2 separate regions of the Gossypium hirsutum genome follow, and region 1 is linked to region 2. The links are chromatin contacts, called in public Hi-C maps. All regions are on one chromosome and are shown on one strand. Each heading gives the region's core, a stretch centred on a gene start, on an enhancer-like site or on the middle of the called end of the contact. The rest is flanking DNA. Distances are from core to core; before and after follow the strand shown.

Evidence for each region. Hi-C and Micro-C count contacts between places; a contact is called where the count stands out from the background.
Region 1: a contact with region 2 is called in a Hi-C map of leaf, with 2.0 times the contacts expected there. The contact joins the promoter of LOC107915503 here to the enhancer-like site in region 2. A contact is called at or near these places in 4 of 34 Hi-C or Micro-C datasets (callus and leaf).

Annotation. Positions count from the first base shown.
Region 1 is chrD10:36,303,956-36,310,418 of Gossypium_hirsutum_v2.1, reverse strand. LOC107915503 (protein TIME FOR COFFEE) reads right to left here and starts at 4,404. Exons shown (of 12, transcript XM_041102454.1): 1 at 3,979-4,404; 2 at 3,392-3,880; 3 at 3,192-3,286; 4 at 2,711-3,017; 5 at 2,171-2,621; 6 at 2,030-2,090; 7 at 1,837-1,929; 8 at 1,487-1,757; 9 at 1,340-1,406; 10 at 1,161-1,227; 11 at 704-1,072; 12 at 1-566. The coding sequence starts at 4,084.
Region 2 is chrD10:35,772,948-35,780,376 of Gossypium_hirsutum_v2.1, reverse strand. It overlaps the pseudogene LOC107914855. Among protein-coding and RNA genes, the nearest start is that of LOC121222819, 41 kb to the left of the region's middle. Within about 2 kb of position 2,471, at least 1 of the 9 cell types and tissues checked has an H3K27ac peak or open chromatin away from gene starts, as enhancers often do. A contact at or near this core is called in leaf, where this site is marked.

The DNA.
Region 1 (6,463 bases), core at 3,155-5,654, 530 kb before region 2:
TGCTGCCGCTGCTGTAGTGGCAAGGGATGAGGCGACTGGTTTTTGGGGGCAGGAAAGCCTTGCAAGTTTCCACTGCCACTACCTGCACCACTTCCATGAGGCCTCTGCTGCAGGTTCTGCAAATGCTTCTGGGAGGATGATGCACCAATTGACATGCTAGTGTTCTGATGACCTTGTTGGATTTGCTGTAACTGTGTAGGTGGCTGTTGCTGCTGCTGAAGCTGTGTTGGGTGAACCATCTGGGAAGAATAGAAAGATCCAGGAATAAAAGGCATAGGCTGCGCATGATTCCCTCGATATGCAGGTGGTGCCCCAACATGTGCAGGAAACGGAAACGGATTATTCTGCAGAATCGCCAAGTACTGGGTTTCATTGCTAGGCATATTCACATAGTTGAAGCTCATTGCAGGGGCAGCAGTTGCACCAGCAGGGGTGGCACTCACTGAGGCAGAATTAGACGAGCTCAAAGTTGTGCCGCCAGCACCAGGAGATTTCACAGACCCAGGTCGAACAGTCGCAGCAGCAGCCTGTTGCTGGCTCAATGGGAAAATAAAAGCAGGGCCATGCTGAAATAGAAATAAACCAAAAAGAAAAATATCAAAATTTTTGTCCAGATATAATTTTGGAATTAAGACAACACTGGACTTCATTAAAAACAAATGAACAGAAAAGTGAAATGAGGTTTTCTCGGGCAAGAGCATACCAGGATATTACTGGGTGCCCCAGGAGGTAGAGCTTGCTGGAGCAGCATTTGCTTTCTCTGTGCAGCATCCACCATGTTGGTAGCAGCCTGTGAACTTTTATCTTTGCCACCATGACCAGGAAAAATTGCAAGTGTCTGCCCCTTGTCTTGTGCAGAACTCACCGCTCTCCCAGGAATGTTCCCATTCAATTCCGAAGCAGGCACAACATTTAGATTTGCCTTCAGACCATAGAGTGAAGCTGAACCAGGTGCCGTGGGCCAGAAAGGATTCATCTTCATGAATTGCTGGTGACAGTGTACATTCCGAGCAATGTAGCAATGGGTTGCACATCTCTTTGGCCTTGGTTGAGTAAACAGCAGATGTGGAGGCTGCAAAAGTCCAAAAGTTCAAGGTAAATTAGAACCCAAAACAATTAAATAACCAAGACCTGAAAACATTAAGAACATATCGACATGCCTGAATAGATGCGGAAGATACAGCGCTCACATCCATGGATACAACACCTTGCAGAGGAGCCATGTATCTGCTCAGGAAGGGAAAAAAATTCATTACCCCCCATTATAACATCTAAACCACTGGTTTATATACTAAAGACAAAAAAGCACAAAACCCAATATCAAATCAACAAGCTATACCCCATTGGAGGAACTCCACCAGGCCAGCTAGCCAATGACATCGGCAAAGGTAAAGCACAAGATTGTGCTGTAGAAAGCCAAAAACAGAAGTCCAGATCAGAAACAAGAGAGGAGAAATTTTCCCAGGAAAAAAAGGATTAACTTTACCAGATTTCTCTTTATCGGGCTGCTGTTGCTCCTGCTTTAGAACATTGTGTTTGAACTTGCTCGCACCGACACTACCTGTGCCACTATCTCTATCAGATTTCTCCAAATCAAGCTTTAGATGAGCATTCCTTTCACTCTTTATAACTGGATTATGCGATTCAGTTTCTTCAGAAGTCAGTTTGGGCTTCTTATTATCCTCGGCTTCCACATTCACATCTTCATTTCCGATATTCACTCTTTTATCATCTTCCTTAACCGTAGACTTCATCTCCTGCACAGGAAAAGAAAAAAAAGCCATTAATTTAAGATACACATCATACCAAGAAACTGGTGAAAGCTAGGTGACTCACCAATTCCATATCTGTGGGCAATGGTTTAGGATCTGAAACCCCAAAATCAATCTCATCATCCCTCTCTGGTGATGATCTAGATGGAGGAATAGCCTAAAACCAAAGTAATAAATAGCTTAGAATTCCAGAGACAAAGAATCAACTAGAAGGAGATAAAAGAGCTTGCATCTTTTAACAAAAGGAGGATCCACACCATCAGATCTATCTGGAACTTCTCTTCCCGCTGACTCTCGATCCCACCAACTGTTGAATTCCTGAAACACCAAAGCTTTCGAGACTTATAACACCCCCATAAAAAGTTAACGAGGAATGAGTAGAAGGAAACAATGCTCACGCTTTTGTCACAGTCTCACGCTCATCATCCAATCGGGGACCAGCGATAGAAGGATTATTAGCAGGAGAAGGTAAAGTTTCCTTCATTGGCGATTGAGACTCCTCTTTTTTACAGATACCCACGTCTCTACTCTCAGATTCTTCAGTCAAAGGCTTAGAATCTGGTACCAAATTGCTCTTCTCTTCCTTCTTTGGCTCAGCCTGAACGAGCTCTGCAGAAGCTGGTCCAGCTTGAGAAGAATTCATCAAAGAAGGACCATCATTTTCAGCCATGGATCCTGAATTATTCTCAAAACTGGGGGAGGTAGCTTCAATTTTAGCGGGTTGATCAATTTCAACCTTAGTTGTTGTAGATGAAATTGAATTGTTCGAAACAGAGAACATAGGAGGTGGTGCTACCGCAGTAGCTTCATCCTCGTACTTCACCGGTCTTGGTCTTTTCCTCTTGGGAGCTGCAACAACAATACCCAAATCAAAATCTGTCGCCCAATTGTTCAGAAAAGCAAAAGTTTCTATTTCTTCTAAACTGAAAGTTACTAACCAATTGCAGACATAGTAGTAGCAGAAGAGTTAGAATTTGAAGGTAAATTGGAAGATGGTTGAGGAAGGGTTGACGGGGAGTAGGAGATCGGTGAAGAGACTCTTGATTTAGAATCAAGATTGTGTTTATTAACTTCTCGTGAATCGAACTTGACCGAATCATTCCCATTTGTATCTTGCTTCAATGGGACTTGTGGCTGCCTCATCAAACCATATAAGACCTCCGCAATCTCCATCTCAATCTCTTCCTGAGCTGAAGATGAGGATTTCGACGAAGATTTGGGTGGCCTTTGCTTTAGTCCGTTAGCCTTCACATCAAAAACCAAATCTTTGTCACTAGATTGAACAAAAAAAGAGCCAAAAACAAAGAACAAAAAATTCAGAAAACTGACCATCTTCTTCCTCATAGTAGCATTGGAAGAAGATGGAGAGGCTGGAGCCGGAGACGGTAATGTTATCATCCCAGCTACACCTGTTCTCACCGGCGAAGTTGAAGCTTGACGGTGAATCTGTTCTCCACCTACTAAACCAACAGCACCGCTACTTGATGCCCATTCATGAGACCTTTTAGTAGAAGCTGTACAAAATAAAATAAAAGGAAAAATAACAAATCAGCCACTTCAAAAGCAAAATACTTGCTAACAAAAAGGCTGAAATTCGTTAATCTCTTCCACCTCTCTACCTGACCGAGCTTTTCTAGGCACCGACACGCCAATCATCTCATCGGCTGCCTTCCACGTAGACGAGGTAGTTGTGCTGGTAGTCAGAACAGGCCCCGAAGGCGGTGTCGTTCTAATGACTTTCACGGGTAGCGGAAAACTCTTCCGATGTTGATGCTGCTGCTGTTGATGATGAATCGACAAAGACCCGGCCATGTTGTTCGGCGGAATCATCCGAACAGAACCTCCTCCAGTTATTCCCCCTCCGTCTTCGTCGTCATCATCTTCATCGTCGTTCACACTTTCTTCAGAACTTTCATCGGCTCCGTCTTCTCTGTTACTTATCAATCTATCGCCTCTTCTTCTCTTACTCGTTCTACTAAAGCGATCTCTTTCTCTTTCTCTATCTCGCTCTCTATCTCGTTCTCTTTCCCTTTCCCTTTCTCGATCTCGATCCTTCTTCCGATCTCTTAAACGCGTCGTTTCTTGAAACTCCACCGGCCCATCATCCTCTGCACAATACAAAAGGGAAAAAAATAAACAAATCAAAAAACTTCACTATGAAGACACCGTTAGAGGTGAAAAGAAAGACCAGATCTGATTTTAAAACCTGGGGAGTCTCTAAGAGAGCTACTTCTATGCCGCCGCCGTGAAAGGCCATGTGTGGCGGAAACGGCAGCCATAGTGGCTCTCCTCGCTTCTCTGGTTCTATCCATCTTCGTAAATCAACTCGTTTTGCAGATAACAAATCAGTTGATATAGAAACAAGACTAATCGCATCACTCCTCAGTCAATCGTCTCAAATCTACCATAATTCGCCCAGAAATGAGCTCCGGTGACTGTCTCCGGCGAGAACCGGATCTCGATAATTTTTCAAAGATCTTGTGTTGAAACAATCTGTCAGACTCAGACTTCAAAGATTTTAGCTTTTCTCTTCTTTCTCTCTGCCCCCCACTCTCCCTCTCTCCGCTCTTTCTTCTCCTTATCTCTCTTTCCTCTTTTTGTGCTCTAAATGTCATCTTCTTTTCGCTATTTCACCCTCAACGAAACCCACTCCAAGCCTTAATGAACGGCCAAGATCCCTGATTGCAATAAGTGCCCACATCTTAACCGTTGATTCCTCGACAAATCAAACGATTTTCATTGGCTTAAACCAACATGGCAAGATCTGAACGGTTGATAAATTATCTCTTCTCGCTCTTAACCCTTTCTAAATTTTTCTATATCGCAACGTGTCATATTTTATTTTTCTTCCCTAATAAGCTTCCGTAGTTTCACCTCACTCGCTACCGATTTGGTAACAATAAAAAATTAATTTGTAATAATATAAAATTTCTTGCCAAAAAATATTTTAAAAATTAAAATTGCTATATATGAATGTAGCATTAGGGTTTGGAGAGCTAAGAACTGTTTCCCAAGAATCTCGATTAACATAGGTAGGGGCTCTTGGATTTCCCGAAGCGATTCGTGACCTGCTATTGCCGGTTGCAGAGAGTGGTAAAAAGTAAATGAGCATTACCATCTCATGGAATCAGCTGACCGCAAAGTATATGTTTACCACCGGTCAATGTTCATTATTTCGGTTCCATGTTTTATAATTATCTTTTAAAAAATTTAAAAAATAATGGAAAAGCAATTTTAACATAAAAATTAATAATACATATTAATAATATATAGAAGATATATTTTATTATGGAATTTAAAAATATTATATTAATTATAATAAATAAGTATGTCAATATTTTATTATTAAATTTTGTACTAATAAAAAAACTAAATTACGAAAAACAGTTGTAGTTAATGTTGGTTTTGGACACCCATAATTAACGGCTCATTTTGCAATTTTTTTTTCATGGCCATCAAGGAAAATAAAACAAAAGCTTTTTTTAATTTAAAATGAAATTACCAAAGCAATTTTTAAGTTGGTGTATATAGTGGGAAAATGAATGGATAAAAAAAAAGTGTAAACGAGGACTTTTTCTCTCAACGAGAAAAGGAACTTAAAAGTGTTCTTTGAAAGGAATTAAATTTTATTTTTTGACTGTGTATTTAGTGTTGCGGAATATAGACGATTTTTTAGTACACAATTTTGTTTTCATCAGTACATCGAACCAATTCAACAACGATTCTGTATGTTTTCTAATTTTCATTTATTTCGTAAATTTATATATTAATTTGGGTTAGTATCTTTTTTTACATTATTATTTGAGTCAGGTTATTGCTTCGATTATTGCTATATATATATATGAATTTGACGATTTGGTTGTATGTTCGATCCCGGCAGTAGTATTGATATCTAACTTCGAAATATGTTCAAAAACTTAAAAGAGTTTGTTCATATATTTTTGTTAATGGCGTGTTAGTTTTTTTAACAGATCCAAAATGTTGTAACGACCAAACTTTAATGGCTGAATGCCATTCTCATACTTGAATGGCCTTTTACTGTATTTTTTAGTGGAAAAATGACCGAGCCACTGTAAACGAACACTCAATAAAAAATTTGTACAAAAATTATAAAAATTGAAATGCAACTTTACTACAAGTATGTAGGGTTATAATATTTTTAGTGTTTACAACAGAACACTAAGTGTAACACCACGAACCCGAGACCGTCACCGGAGTCGAACACCAGGTGTTAACAGACTTTTAAAAAAAATTTCCCAGACACTGCCAATCTGCGTACTAGTCGCTTTATAAAATCATATCTTGAGTTCAGAAACTCGGAATCCAGTTCCGTAAATTTTCCATGAAACTAGACTCATATGCCCATCTACATATTTTTTTCTAGAATTTTTGGTTGGGCCAATTAGTACAGTTTATTAGTCAAAGTCTCCCATGTTACAGGGATCGACTACACTGACCTTTGCGCATTACAACTTGGATATCTCCCTATACAGGGCTTCAATACTGATGCCGTTTGTTTCTATAGAAACTAGACTCAGAGAGGAATCTATACATATATGGCTTGACTCCTAATTGTCTCTGGTTAATTTATAATGAATTTCCAAAGTCGGAACAGGAAATCCAGAAACCGTTCTGGCCCTGTCTCACGAGAACCTGAATATCTCTTAACATACTGTCTGTATGATTGTTTC
Region 2 (7,429 bases), core at 1,222-3,721:
TCTAAATGTCCTTGCACTTCTTCCCTCCCAGGCTGTTGGTGATGCTTTTAATGAAGGCTTATATGAAGAACAAGCACGACTGCGTGGTATTCCGTTGCTGGAATCAAGACCCAAGTATGAGATGCGGAAAATGACTGCCAAGGAAGCCTGCAGAAACCAGAAGGTTAGTTGATTGATCTGCTTTCACTGACAAGGATGCCGTGGTTTTGTGTTGTTTTGGTATAAAAATAATCTCTAGTGTAGATACGAGCTGATAATCATGCAAGTGCTTAAAGCAAAGGACAACTTTTACTCCTAAGCTGCTCGCTTTTCTACATTTGTAGGTTCTCTCACTTCCGCGGGTTGTAAAGGTTGCAGATGTGGTCTCTATTTTGCAGAGCAACAAGCATAATGGCTTTCCCGTAAGCTTAGCTTTCACATAGTGTCTCTAGTTCAATGTTAGCAATTATGAAAACAGTATTTCATTGTTCACCTTACCTAGGTAATTGATCACACAAGAAATGGAGAAACACTTGTTATCGGACTTATGCTTCGGAGGTACAACAAATGACATTTTTTCGCTCCCAGAGGTTTTGCTCTTTATATTGTAGAGCAGAAGCATGCTTGGAAGAACTAACTGCTGCGCTTTGCTTATAATGCAGTCACCTACTGGTGCTTCTTCAATCTAAGATAGATTTCCAGCATAGTCCTTTGCCTTGTGATCCCAGAGGTGGATCCCAGGGATTCGGTAAGTTGAAGTCTGCTATAAGTTTTAATTCTATAGTTTCATTCTGGCTTTTTATTCAGTTCAGCTTAAGAGTAAATAGCTCCCTTTGTTTACAGGCACAATTTTAGTGAATTTGCTAAACCTGTTTCAAGTAAAGGAATATCAATAAATGATATTCATCTTAGTTCAGATGACCTAGAAATGTACATAGATCTTGCACCATTTTTGAATCCCTCACCATATGTTGTACCGGAAGATATGTCATTAACAAAGGTGATTTCTTTTTTACAGTGTTGCTTTTAACAGATTATCATGTTTGTTACAGTATCTTTGTCTTTTACTTGTTAATGGTGACGGTATAGGTTTACAATATTTTCCGGCAACTAGGATTGAGACACATATTTGTTGTTCCCCGTGCATCTCGTATGATTGGTGTGATCACTAGAAAGGATTTGTTGATTGAAGAGGTACTTTTAGCTGCATCAGCTTTTTCTTAAGATTTTTAATTTGGACTCTATAGTAATTTGAACGTGTGATCTCTTATGTCACAGGAAACTGATTCAACTACAATGGAGCTCCAATCAACTAGTGTAAGGTCTCTCTGCTGCCTTACTTTCTGTTTACAAAATTTTAATTGACTGAGAACGTATAAAGTATGTGGAAATCCTAATCTCAACTTGACACCTGTCTAACCTCACCAAACAGACTTTAAAGCTATATCGCGGACTCTCTTTCAAGTCACTAAGGTGGTTATGTGCAAATCTCAAGGGTGGAATGAGAACTATAATCTGCCTAACTAATAATGTAGTGTGCAAGTCCACGTGTAGGCACAACAGTAAAAATCATTCAGTTTTGGTTTTAAGGTAGTATGCTCCTATCTCCGAAAATGGCCTTTCGAATTTTCTTTCTCCTACATGTCAACTAAAGTGTAAGATAGGTCTCTTTGACTTAATAACTAGTAACATCTTCAGATGTTAAGGTGCGTCTGAACTTGACAATAGAAACTCTATTAGTATTCCTATGGCAAGCATATATTATCTTGGTGTGTTCACGTTCTCTCTTCTGTAAGTGTTTCATGGGCATATATCTCCACATCAATTATCTAACTTGTCTGAGGGACCGAGCAACCTTTTTAGCTCGGACAGTGTAGGGTGAGTAAATATATTTTAATTCTGTGATTACTACTTAATAATTAAAATTTATTTTATATGAATATAAATATAAATATTAATCTTTAATATCTAATATATTTTATTATCTTTGGCATTTTCAGTATTTGCTTTGATTTCTGTTTTATTTTTAGGTTTAATGGTAGAGGTCAGCGACATGAGAAAAGATTGTTGGTAGGAAATGCAGATGCAGAGCGCCCACTTCTGAATGGTCTTTTGATTCAGGATCATGATATTCAACATCATACGTCTACTACATAACATATTACGGTTCTTCTCCTAAGCTCAAATTCTCATTTTCTACATAAATTTGTTCGAACGGTTAGGTTAGATCCGATATACCACACTGACTGGAACGCTGTATCATATTATTAGAAAATGAAAAATGTATAATAGCTTTGATAGGCAAGTTGTATTTAACGGATTATCTCTTCAATTTCATATCGGATTTCGCAAGTTTAAGTTGCTCACTCGGGAAGCTTGGTGATGGAGTTACAAATGGTTAAATTTTGAGTTCACACAACGTGTAAAGGGTATAAAAGACCGATTGATTGAGGGCGAAGACTTTTTGTGTAGTCAAGAATTGGGGTCTCATGATCACTAGTCAATATGTTTTTCCTTTTCTTGCACGCCTTTTATAGTTCATGGTTTGATACTTTGGGGTCCAATTCGGATAGTGATGTTGAACCGTTCAAAACCATTATCAAATCGGAAATCAGGATCGTTTGAATTTATTTAAAAAATCGATTTAATCGGTGTTTTAGTAGTTTTATGAATTTTTGTTTTATGTTTCATACATTATTTAGTCCAATTTTATCTAATCCAATAATTCAACCAAAGAAAAATTTAAATGAAAATGAAAAAAAAAAACAGAACAAGGAATGAGAAGAGAGAATCTGCACTGCTGAGAGAAACTTGATAAAACTATAAAAGAAAAAACTTGATGAAACTTGATGGTTCTGAGAAAAATTCTACAAAGCAAAGAGTGAAACTGAAAGATTTTGAATATATATCTCTATATATATGCAATATTGATGAAAGCATAAAGCAAATTTCAAAAAAAAAAAAAAAGAAAGATGAAGAAGAAGAAAGTGATTAAACAAATAAAGAAAAATGGAAGTGATAGATTGAGAAGGTGGCAGACGGCAGATAAAAAAACTAATGGTGAGCTTGGATAGGCGGTGCGTTTATCTGCGGTTAGTGTAAAAATAGCAGTGGCGGTGAGATTAGATACTGTAGCGTGAGACAAAAAGTAAACTAAACGCACCGCAACGCACCCAATCGCTCATCCAAACCCACTCTAAGGGAAGTTAAATATCCTAATATTTGGGTTATTGAGCCCAGTTAGATAAAAAGATGGATAATAAAGTATTGGGCTTGGTATGGTTTATTTTTAAAACTTTTAAATAAAATGAAAATTTAAAATTTATATATTATATAATAAAAATAAATTCTGGTTGGATTGCCAGTCTAACCGATTTGAATTGGGAATAGTGGTCTGGTGGATTTGACCACCAGTCCGGTTTAAAAGAGCATTGATGAAAAGCTTTTATTTGAGTTCCTTAAAAAGATTTGGTTTTTATTTTATTATTTTGAAAGGTTTAACTTTTACGTAAGTATTTGTTAAAAGGTATAGTTTTAATTTAAGCAGTTAATCTTAATAAATTATTAGGAAAATAGAATTGATATTACGTGTAGAAAAATAAATTAACAATTTGATAAAGATATTGTAAGGTCAATTATTGTATAGAAGATTGATTTATATGTTTTCTAAGTGTCTCCTATAGGTATTGTAAATTTGCTTTTAGTTGAAGGCATGAGTTTCCTTGATTTATCTATAGTTAATTTTGGTTAGGACTTTGGTTCTCCTGCTTTCAACTAAAAATGAAAAACATATTGATAGTTTTGAAGGAACATAGAAAGAGATGGATGATAGGAGATGCTATAAAAACTAGGCTTTTATGAAGAGAGTATAGAGATTTGAGTAGGGGTGTGTATTTAGTTAATCGACCCGAAATAGTTATAACCGAATTAACTGACTTTCCAAAATTTTTAACCGTTAACTGAACCGAATTTAAAAAAAAACATTAACCGAACCGAAATTTTTTCGGTTAATTAGGTCGGTTAACCAAATTAACCGAAAATTGTATGGTTTTTATTTTTGATTAAAAATTAACCGAATTAATCGAATTACCCGAATTGAATCACTACATAATTAAAAATATTACATAAGTCTTTGAATCACTACATAATTAAAAACATTACATAATTATTGAAATTAACACATAGTTGAAATGTAAGTCTTTAATATTCTCCATTTATATTCATTTCTTCTCTCCAAAAAATCTCCATTTGCGTTAAACCTAAACAAAAAACATGTGTAATTGGGTAGATACTAAGAGTTAGACTTTAGTTTTATTTTTATTGGGTTGCTAATTGGGTAGACTTTAGTTTTAGTTTTATTGGGTTGGGTAATTGGGTTGGGTTGGATAATTTTATTTATTAATTTTTTCGGTTAACCAAAAAAATTCGATTAACCGACCGGTTTCAAACCGAATTAACTGTTAACCGAAAAATCATAAAAAAAATTGACCGACCCTCGACCGAAAAAATTCAATTAACCGACCGATTAACCGAATTCAGTCGGTTAACCGAATTTTTTCAGTTTTACCCGAATTATGCACACCCCTAAATTTGAGTGAGACATAATCTCACCTAATATGCGGCCCTGATTGATCAGGATGGCTGAGCTTGATTGGATGATTGATTTGAAAATTTTGTTAATGGTAGTTTGGTAGCATCAATCTTTGCAAAAGTGCTCGTTGTTGGAGTTACCATACAACTATTTAAGGATTAGTATCCAAATTTTATTAAGTGTCAAATTTTAAGCATTAAATTTTATCGGAAACTAATTCCATTTATTAATAAATTAAATCGATTTGAAACAAATTGTGTTATTATGTGATGAAATCTAAGATTATAACTTTTTTCTAAGAAAATAATATTATTAATAAGAATTATTAAAAATAATAATATAAAGATAAGATACATATAATAAAAATGATAAATAAATCACTACAAACTAATGCACAAATTCCATGTCTATAAAGTAACCTAAAAAAATGACAAATTGACAGTGACTGCAATACTAGAATAATTCAGAAACAAACCAGAGATGCATCAACTTGATCGAGTCGCTAAAATTTTCATTCTAGCCTCGCCATCATCAAATCAACCTGACGATAAACACCAATCAACCAAGAAAAAACTACCAAAAGCCCCAAGAGACTTACCGCACCATTTACATGTTGGATCTAGTGTCCTTAGTGTAGTATATTAGTTTGTAAACTTGTAATTTTTTTTTTCGAACAAATTGGTTAATAAAAAAATTCATTAATTACATTAATATACTTTGTATAATTGTCCTCAAATAGTTTTTTCACACAAAACAAAATGGAAGTTGTCTAAATGTTTAAATAGTAGACTAACCTAAAAATGTCCTTAGTCTAATCGAAAATGAAAAAATAAATTAAAAGACTAATATGTCGTATATCAAGTCCAATTAGGGAGATGCCTTATCTTGGGCATTGGAGCGGATGACTCTCAAAAGATAGAGACATAGATGTGACTGACTAGATGGCGAACTATGTATGCATGACTTGTAAACTTTGATGTAAGTGAAAGCTTGAGTTCAAATAAATAAGGAACCGAAAGCTGGTGCATTGGGTCTCTTAGGTGTAGTGGCTTAACTGTAGAAACTCAACCTCATACTCAGCCATGGATCTATCCCTCTGTTTGAGCTCAATGAACTCCAATCGACGGGCCTCAACATAATGCTTCCCCACATACTTGTTCTGGAAAGCCTTAAGAAAATATTCCCAAGTCAATCTACCAGCTTGGGTACCCTTCACAATGGCTTGCCACCAATGATAAGCCTCATCCCTCAGTAGTGAGACCGTTCCCCTTAGTTTTTGCTCCAGGGTACATTCCATGTCATCTAAAATTCTCTCCGTAGTCTCAAGCCAATATTCTACCATAGTAGGGGTCATCCCAACAATACCCCTGAATAGCTCGGCTATGTTAGTATGAAGCCTCTTAGAAATGGTCCTGTGATTTTCAGATCTTCCTTAAGCCTTATCAACACATTATAGCACCCTTAACATGGCCTGTGACATAGCATCGTCAATAGGCTCTAGATGATCCTTCTTCATAGTGCGAGTATTCACGACCCGATCAGCCACAAGTTTGAGTTCAGTCACGGGTTTAGCTAAGCGCACTCGTGACGCAGACAAATCTACTTGGGGCCCTAAATCCCGCTCTCTGCGAGCTCTCATTCCTCTAGTACGCACGCTTTGTGAACTCATCTTTATTAATTGAAACTAATGTTTTATGCAGTTTTTTCTGACAATTTGAAACGAGTTTTATTTGTCAGTTTAGAATGTTTCTGTTCTTAAATTTTTGTCTCTAAGTATCAATATCTATAGTATTCCGAATCTATAGTCTCACAGCATGTCTTTCAAAGTCTATAGTTGTAACACCCCGTACCCGAGACCGTTACCGGAGTCGGACACGAGGGGTTCACAGACTAAATTCGCTTACTATCGCAGTCCATTTTAAAAATTTCCAGGCAGTTGGCTAACTGCGTTACTGTCACCTTAAAAATCATATCTTGAGTTTCACAACTCGAAAATCAGTTTCGTAATTTTTCCCTGAAACTAAACTCATATGCCCATCTACATATTTTTTTTCTAGAATTTTTGGTCGGGCAAATTAGTACAGTTTATTCGTTAAATTCTCCCCTGTTACAGGGTGTGACTACACTGACCTTCATGCATTACGATTTGGATATCTCCCTGCACAGAGTTTCAATACTGATGCCGTTTGTTTCTATAGAAACTAGACTCAGAGAGGAATCTATACATATATGGCATGACTCCTAATTATCTCTAGTTAATTTATAATGAATTTCCAAAGTCGAAACAGGGAATCCAGAAACCGTTCTGGCCCTGTCTCACGAGAACCTGAATATCTCTTAACATACTGTCCATATGATCGTTTCGTTACTTTCCTATGAAAATAGATTCATCAAGGTTCGCTTACATAATTTATTCACTATTTAATTCCATTCCTACTAGTTTTAGTGATTTTTCACATCCACATCACTGTTGCTGCCAGCATCTGTTTTTTTTAAGGTAAACTTTACCTATTTCATGATCCTCCATGGATCAACTAGAGTTTGTCATACATATTCCAAAAGTGATCAAGAATAACCCTTCCCATGGCTAACCGTTACCAACATTTCCATACCTCTCGACGGACAACATACAAAACGATTATAATGCTATGATTAAAGTATATTTAAGCCATTTTCGCATGGCTATCCAAATTTACACAAAACCGAAGGGTACATGACCAACAACAAAAGGGTAGTCCTATACATGCCATTTCAAAGTTCAACCAAAATTGTACCAAAAGGGGGCTTTGATAGTGTGGGAGACTTCGACTTCCAAAAATCCCGAGTCCGATAGCTGACGAACCAAAATCTATAAAACAG